Regions from separate parts of the Mus musculus genome. Here region 1 is linked to region 2. A link is a contact called in public HiChIP or PLAC-seq data. All regions are on one chromosome and are shown on one strand. Each heading gives the region's core, a stretch centred on a gene start, on an enhancer-like site or on the middle of the called end of the contact. The rest is flanking DNA. Distances are from core to core; before and after follow the strand shown. Region 1 holds the start of Pdpr (pyruvate dehydrogenase phosphatase regulatory subunit). Region 2 overlaps Sf3b3 (splicing factor 3b, subunit 3).

Region 1 (2,991 bases), core at 6-2,505, 270 kb before region 2:
AAGAGTAACTTCTAAACAGCCTTAAGACCCAGACTGATTGTGCTCGGATCCTACACCAACAAGCTCAATCCTGGAGCAGTGCTCACACCTGAAATTCCCACCACACTGGATACTGAAACAGGAGAAATGCCCAGGTTCCAGGTGAGCTGGGGCCACAGAGCAAGACTCTGTCTTTAAAAGGCAGTCACAGGGACAGTTCTAACAACTCCTGAATGCTTCCTCTGGTAACAGCATGAGCCACAGGTCACAAAGAATGAAGGCTGAATGTACATTGACGCATCTCCCACACATAACTCGGAGGAATCACCAGGGCAAGTTTACAAGCAACAGAATGACCCTCTGAACAGTTTGATCATGCAAGTTCAGGATGCTGTAATTTTCAACAAATGCACCGTTGGCTGAGAGAATTTAAGAAAAATTATACACGTCCCTGACGCCAAAAAGAGGACCCTTGGGCCGGACGTGGTGGCGCACGCCTTTAATCCCAGCACTTGGGAGGCAGAGGCAGGTGGATTTCTGAGTTCGAGGCCAGCTTGGTCTACACAGTGAGTTCCAGGACAGCCAGGGCTATACAGAGAAACCCTGTCTCGAAAAACCAAAAAAAAAAAAAAAAAAAAAAAAAAGAGGATCCTTAAAGGACGTCTTTATAACTAGACCCTCTACCACATCATCATCCCTACAAATCAAGATTGCATAAATGTTCGAAGTAGGCTTGGAGACCGTGGACTCGCACCTCGGGATCACACACAACTGTCACCCCAAGTCACCCACTGGAAACCCCACGGCCCTGACTAGGTCTCTGACAGGAGTCGGTGAAGCACAGCCGAGCCGCACATTACAAGGTGGGAAACCATTCCACCTGCAGAGACGCGGGGCCACCTCTGGCCGTGACAGCAGTGCGCGCGCGCCCGCCCGAGCCGCAGCCCGCCCCGAGGCCCGGTCCGCCGCCCTGGGAGAGCCGGCGCGCAGTCCCGGGACGGCGGGCGCGGCTCCCCGAGGCCCGCGCAGCTCCACTGGCTCAATCCCGGCGCCCGACCGGTGGCACCGCCTCAGAGACCCGGAGGGACGGCCGGGAGCCGGAGCCCAAAGCTCGGACGCCAGGGGCGTGCGGGGCGCAAGAGTTCGCGGGACCAGAAGGCCGCCCGGACCCGCGGGTCCTAGCCGGCTTCCTACCTCACGGGCCCGCGACTCGCGGGCAGCGCGCTCAGCAACGCCCGGCGGAAGTGAAGGGCAGCCCAGCCGCTGAAGAGGGTCTGCGCCGGCCGGAAAGGGGGCCAGGGCATGGGGACGGGGCGGGACGCGGAGCGCAGAGTTCCGGGACCGCGGGGGGCCTGCGACCTTCCGCGCTTTACGGCCCGCGGCAAGGGTAAGGCGGGCGCGCGCGCCGACGCGCCGTGACGTCACCGCGGCGGACCGGCCCGCACGTGCGCTTGTTTGGGTCTCGCCAGGCCCCGCCCCTCCCGCGCCACCTCCGCCTCCGCCTCCGCCTCCGCCTGGTTGACGACGAGTGTGCGGGGACCTGCCAACGTCCTCCGTCCCCGCTCCGGGTCTCCCGCCGGCCTCGGTGTGTGGGCAGTTCGGGTGATCGTCTGCCGCCAGGCCTGAGCTCCGATCCTGCGCGAGGGGTCCGCAGCCCAGAACCACATCTCTCTGCCCGTGGTCACCGTTGTCCGTCCCTGCACGTCGCTTAAGGCCTTTCAGTGCTTGGCTTGGGCAGAAGTTGTACTGTGGGCCTGGCCGCACCTTGGAGGCCGAATCAGCTGACCTTATTTCCCATCTTACTCCTTGCGGCTGCCCAGAGGGAAAGCATTGTTCACTGGAGCCTCAGAAACATCTTCTGCCTTCCATCCCCCCACCCCCGCCCCCAACTCTCAGCCACATCCCCTAGTTTCTTTCACAGCACTCGTTACTAGATTAAATATATGTGTCTCTACACTGGTGTAGACGTGGCCCTCAGATATCTTGAGGACCTAACCTTACTCAGGTGCAGCTTCTCAACACCTTCACCCCGCGCCTGGCGCACACCATCCAATCATCCTTCGCACAAGCAGCAAGCGAAATGGTGTGCTTTAGTTTAGCCTATCTTGTCTTATGAGCTAGTCTTGAACATTATTGCTAGGCTGTGTACCTTGGTGCTGTCTTGAGCGCTCTGACTAGGAACAAGAAGGCTTCAAGAATCTCCTTTTCATGATGTCATTCATTCCCCAGCTTGCTTAGTTTATACCCAACTCACTAGCCATGAATTTCTCCAAGACTGCCCAGATGAGAACTGACAGTAAGACTCAACTCTACCCGGTTCCTTTTTTTTTTTTTTTTTTTTAGTTTATTTGTTTTATTTAAGTTTATTTGTAGCTGGGCAGTGGTGGCACACGCCATTAAACCCAGCACTTGAAAGGCAAAGGAAGATGGATTTCTGAGTTCGAGGCCAGCCTATTCTACAGAGTGAGTTCCAGGACAGCCAGGGCCACACAGAGAAACCCTGTCTCAAAAAAACAAAACAAAAACAACCAAAAAAAAGTCTATTTGTTTTATTTATTTATTTATTTATTTATGTGTATGTTTTTATAGGCAAAGTCTCAGTCTAGGCTGGATTCAAATAGGTACAGAGGATGACTTAGCTCCTGGTCCTCCTGCCTCCACCTCCCAAGTGGCTTGCTTCACCACACATTCAGTTGCCCTTGTTCTCCTGAAACATTAAGCTCAAGACATTTGGAAGCCCCTAGTAGATGAATCCTTTCACATTTTTGGTTAAGTTTTTAATGATACCTATCCCCAAAAAATGAAAATGAAAAGACACTGACCAATCAAAAATATTTGGGGATAGGTTTTTTTAATTTGTCAGGGAACCAAAGGTTTTTGGGTTTGTTTTTTGTTGTTTGTTTGTTGTTTTTCCTGAGCCATCTGCCTACTTACAATTTCCAGACATACAAACTTTGTAGCAACCTAGTTATCTACAGGACAGGGTGAATGAAATGAGGTGGTGTGTTATCT
Region 2 (3,319 bases), core at 366-2,865:
GCTAAGGAAAGTAGAGTCAGAAGTTCAAAGTCATCTTTGGCTGTATATTGAGTTTGAGTCCAGCCTGGGCTACATAATACCCCATCAGTCAGTCAGCAATTGGCACAAATAGATTTGCTCTAGTTTTTCACACAGTTACTTAAGGTTTTCTTATATGTTTTATTATTATTATTTTATTTTTATCGTCTCTTTTCCAAATACCTGAAGGAAATACTAGTCTTCAGACATTTATACTCAGCGTGTTTGGGCATTTACTTGTAGGTTGCTAGGACAGCCAATCGTCTTTTGAACATTCTGTTTTGTGTGTGCATGTGTGTAGTGACTGCACATAGAAGTGTTGTGAAAGGTTTCTAAAACTGTTGTGTCTCAACTGCCTTTCTAATGCTAGTAAATTTGAATTTTTCCTAACAGCTCCTCTGTTTTCTTTTTTCCAGATGAGTTTGATGCCTACATCATTGTGTCTTTCGTGAATGCCACACTTGTGCTATCTATCGGAGAGACTGTGGAAGAAGTGACTGACTCTGGCTTCTTGGGCACCACTCCAACCTTGTCCTGCTCCTTGTTAGGAGATGATGCACTGGTGCAGGTGAGCGTGCACCTCCTCAGCGTGCCTTGGCCGTCCGTCCTTTGCCCATCCTTTGCCCATCCTTCTCTTGTTTTGTGGTGTGCTTGAATTCATGTTTCTTCATTCTCACCTTCCAGAAAACCTGAGGGGAGGGTCTAATGTCTTATCAACATAAAAAGGGGTACTGAGAATTCATCCCTTTCAGGCTTTGAATAACTCGGCAGTTAGGAAAATTTGAAGCCTAACATTTCCTCCCTGTTGGTCATTCCCTATCACTGCTTTTCTCATCTTTATCATTAACATGTGGGCTTGGGACCTTTCTCAACTGAGGTGGCAAAGCATGAACATTTCAAAAACAAGCAGTGCCTCATTTGTGTGGTCCCAGTGTGCCAGTGTGAGGGCCATTCTGGGTGACAATCAGATTGCTAGTTAGATGTTCTTCTTTGACTGACTTCTAGGTGTATCCAGATGGCATCCGACACATACGAGCAGATAAAAGAGTTAATGAGTGGAAGACTCCCGGCAAGAAAACGATTGTGAAGTGTGCAGTGAACCAGCGACAAGTGGTGATCGCCCTGACTGGGGGAGAGCTGGTCTATTTCGAGATGGATCCTGTATGTTACTTGTTTTGTTCTGCTGGCCCTGTGTTATCTTCCATTATGGTCCTTGGGGTGGGGTTCTGTTGTTGTGCTTAGGCAGTGTTGTCAGTGTATGTATCTTAAGCATGCATGGATTCACAAGAAAGAGAATTGGGACTCTGAAGTGTCCACAAACAAGACAGTTTGGCCCCTTTTTTAAAGATTAAGGACAAAAACTAGGAAATCTAATTCAGATTACAGATGTGAAATCTCTTGAAAGCCAAATAGCTTGTTTTGTACCTCATCCTCATCTTCTAGTGAATATTTGGTAAAGAATTCTTTTATTTTCTTCTGTCTCGTTTCTCTTTTTTTGTTTTTTGTTTTGTTTTGTTTTGAGATACAGTCTAATGTAGAATTCTAGGCTGGTGACTCACAGCAGTCTTCCTGTCTCAACTTCACAAGTGCTGTGATTAGTCATGAGTTACTATTCCTGATTTTGCTATTTTATATGAAAATGTATCCAGAACTTACCTTCTACAGAAATCTCTAGTAGACTTGACATTTTTGTTGTTGTTTTGACTGTGTTTGAATTGGCTTTGGTGTATTAGGAAAGGGTTTTGTTTTTGAGATGGTCTCATGTAGACTAGATTGGCCTTGACCCTGTTCTTCTGTCTCCCTTTCTGTTTCCCATGTGCTAGAATTATAGTCTTGCATTACCACAGCTGGCTTTGTTCAGGGTTCTCATGATGAGAACAGATAAATGGCTTTATATATTTGTTTCTTGGTCTAGGATAGTGTATATTTATGCTACATCCTGCTTTTTTTCTTTCCCTCTGGGGCACTAACCTGTGAAGTTGATTTTGGGATCTGAAATGGTGAGATTCTTGGTCACTGACTTACTAAAAAGTGGAGTGAGATATAAAACAGTGTTAGCAGTGTTGCTCAGTTGATAGATCTCTAGCACTGTATAAACAGGGTGTGTTCAGACCCTTTGTAATCTCAGAACTCAGAGGAGGCCATGGTCTCAGGTTCATCCTTGAACGTAGCTAATAATAGTTACATGAAACCCCATCTCAGAAGCAAAAAGAGGGGTGAGAGGAGGCAAAAATAAAATTAAATTTAAAAAAAGTCTTAACAGCCCATCTTCCTTTCATACATAGTCCAGAGCTACAGGGTGAATTGTAGCACACAGACCTATTTTGTTTTTCTTCCTGTAGTCAGGACAGTTGAATGAGTACACGGAGCGGAAAGAGATGTCAGCAGATGTGGTGTGCATGAGTCTGGCCAACGTGCCCCCTGGAGAACAGCGATCTCGGTTCCTGGCTGTGGGGCTGGTGGACAACACTGTCAGAATCATCTCCCTCGACCCATCAGTGAGTGGCATTCTTAGTCTTCTGGGTGGGCCCTAAGCACCTGGCTCCCTAAAATCTGTGTCTATTGTTTTTCTCTCCTCTCCCCCATCTTGTCCAGCAGTGAGATCCTAAGCACCCAGTGTGGTGAGGTGTATGCTGCTGCCGCCTTTGATTCCCATAGCACACCTCGGGATGTTTAAGGATGTTGATCTGTGGCTACTATGTGTTTCTTCCTCAAAAGACTTGAATCCCTTTTGTAGTGTTTTAGATTCTATCTATGTTGTTCATGTTTTGCTTGCATGTTTGTATCAGGAAGTATCCAAGCCAACATGTAGATCCTGGGAGAGCAACAAGTTCTTTAAACCACTGGAGCCTTGCCTTCAGTTTAAAATCCTAAGACTGGTGATTAAAAAGGAATTTTACTTATTATAGGGCCTAATATGACTTTCTTACTTTGACCATTATCCACTTTGACAGAAATAAACAAGAGCTCCCCAAAACTTACTCTGAGATTTAGATTTAATAAGCATCTACTGTCTCAGTTTTCTTTTGGGGTTTCCATTTTCCTCAACAAAGATCCTCCTTCAATCCTAGCAGATTTCTGTGAGTATGTGTTTTCCAGAATTGTCTCTTACAGCAATTTTTCCTCCCCACTTCTGTTCCTTAGGACTGTTTACAGCCTCTGAGTATGCAGGCTCTCCCAGCCCAGCCTGAGTCTCTATGTATTGTGGAAATGGGTGGGACTGAGAAACAAGATGAGCTGGGTGAGAGAGGCTCTATTGGCTTCCTGTACCTGAACATTGGACTACAGGTAAGATGTCCAG

The links. HiChIP or PLAC-seq counts read pairs in DNA pulled down with a chosen protein or histone mark.
Region 1: an H3K4me3 HiChIP or PLAC-seq map of bone marrow-derived macrophages shows a contact between it and region 2, with 4 times the contacts expected there. The contact joins the promoter of Pdpr here to the enhancer-like site in region 2. A contact is called at or near these places in 8 of 39 promoter capture datasets (the 3T3-L1 cell line, the C10 cell line, the HPC-7 cell line and 5 more), 3 of 115 datasets of contacts at active chromatin or transcription factors (bone marrow-derived macrophages, embryonic basal ganglia and microglia) and 3 of 9 other capture datasets (adipose tissue, liver and pancreatic islet).

What each region holds. Positions count from the first base shown.
Region 1 is chr8:111,093,009-111,095,999 of GRCm38.p6, reverse strand. It overlaps Pdpr (pyruvate dehydrogenase phosphatase regulatory subunit), which reads right to left and starts at 1,255. Exons shown (of 18, transcript NM_198308.1): 1 at 1,174-1,255.
Region 2 is chr8:110,823,362-110,826,680 of GRCm38.p6, reverse strand. Sf3b3 (splicing factor 3b, subunit 3) reads left to right here. Exons shown (of 26, transcript NM_133953.2): 12 at 435-586; 13 at 1,024-1,179; 14 at 2,361-2,516; 15 at 3,163-3,306. Among named protein-coding and RNA genes, the nearest start is that of Snord111, 14 kb to the left of the region's middle. Within about 2 kb of position 1,615, at least 28 of the 459 cell types and tissues checked have an H3K27ac peak or open chromatin away from gene starts, as enhancers often do. A contact at or near this core is called in bone marrow-derived macrophages, where this site is marked.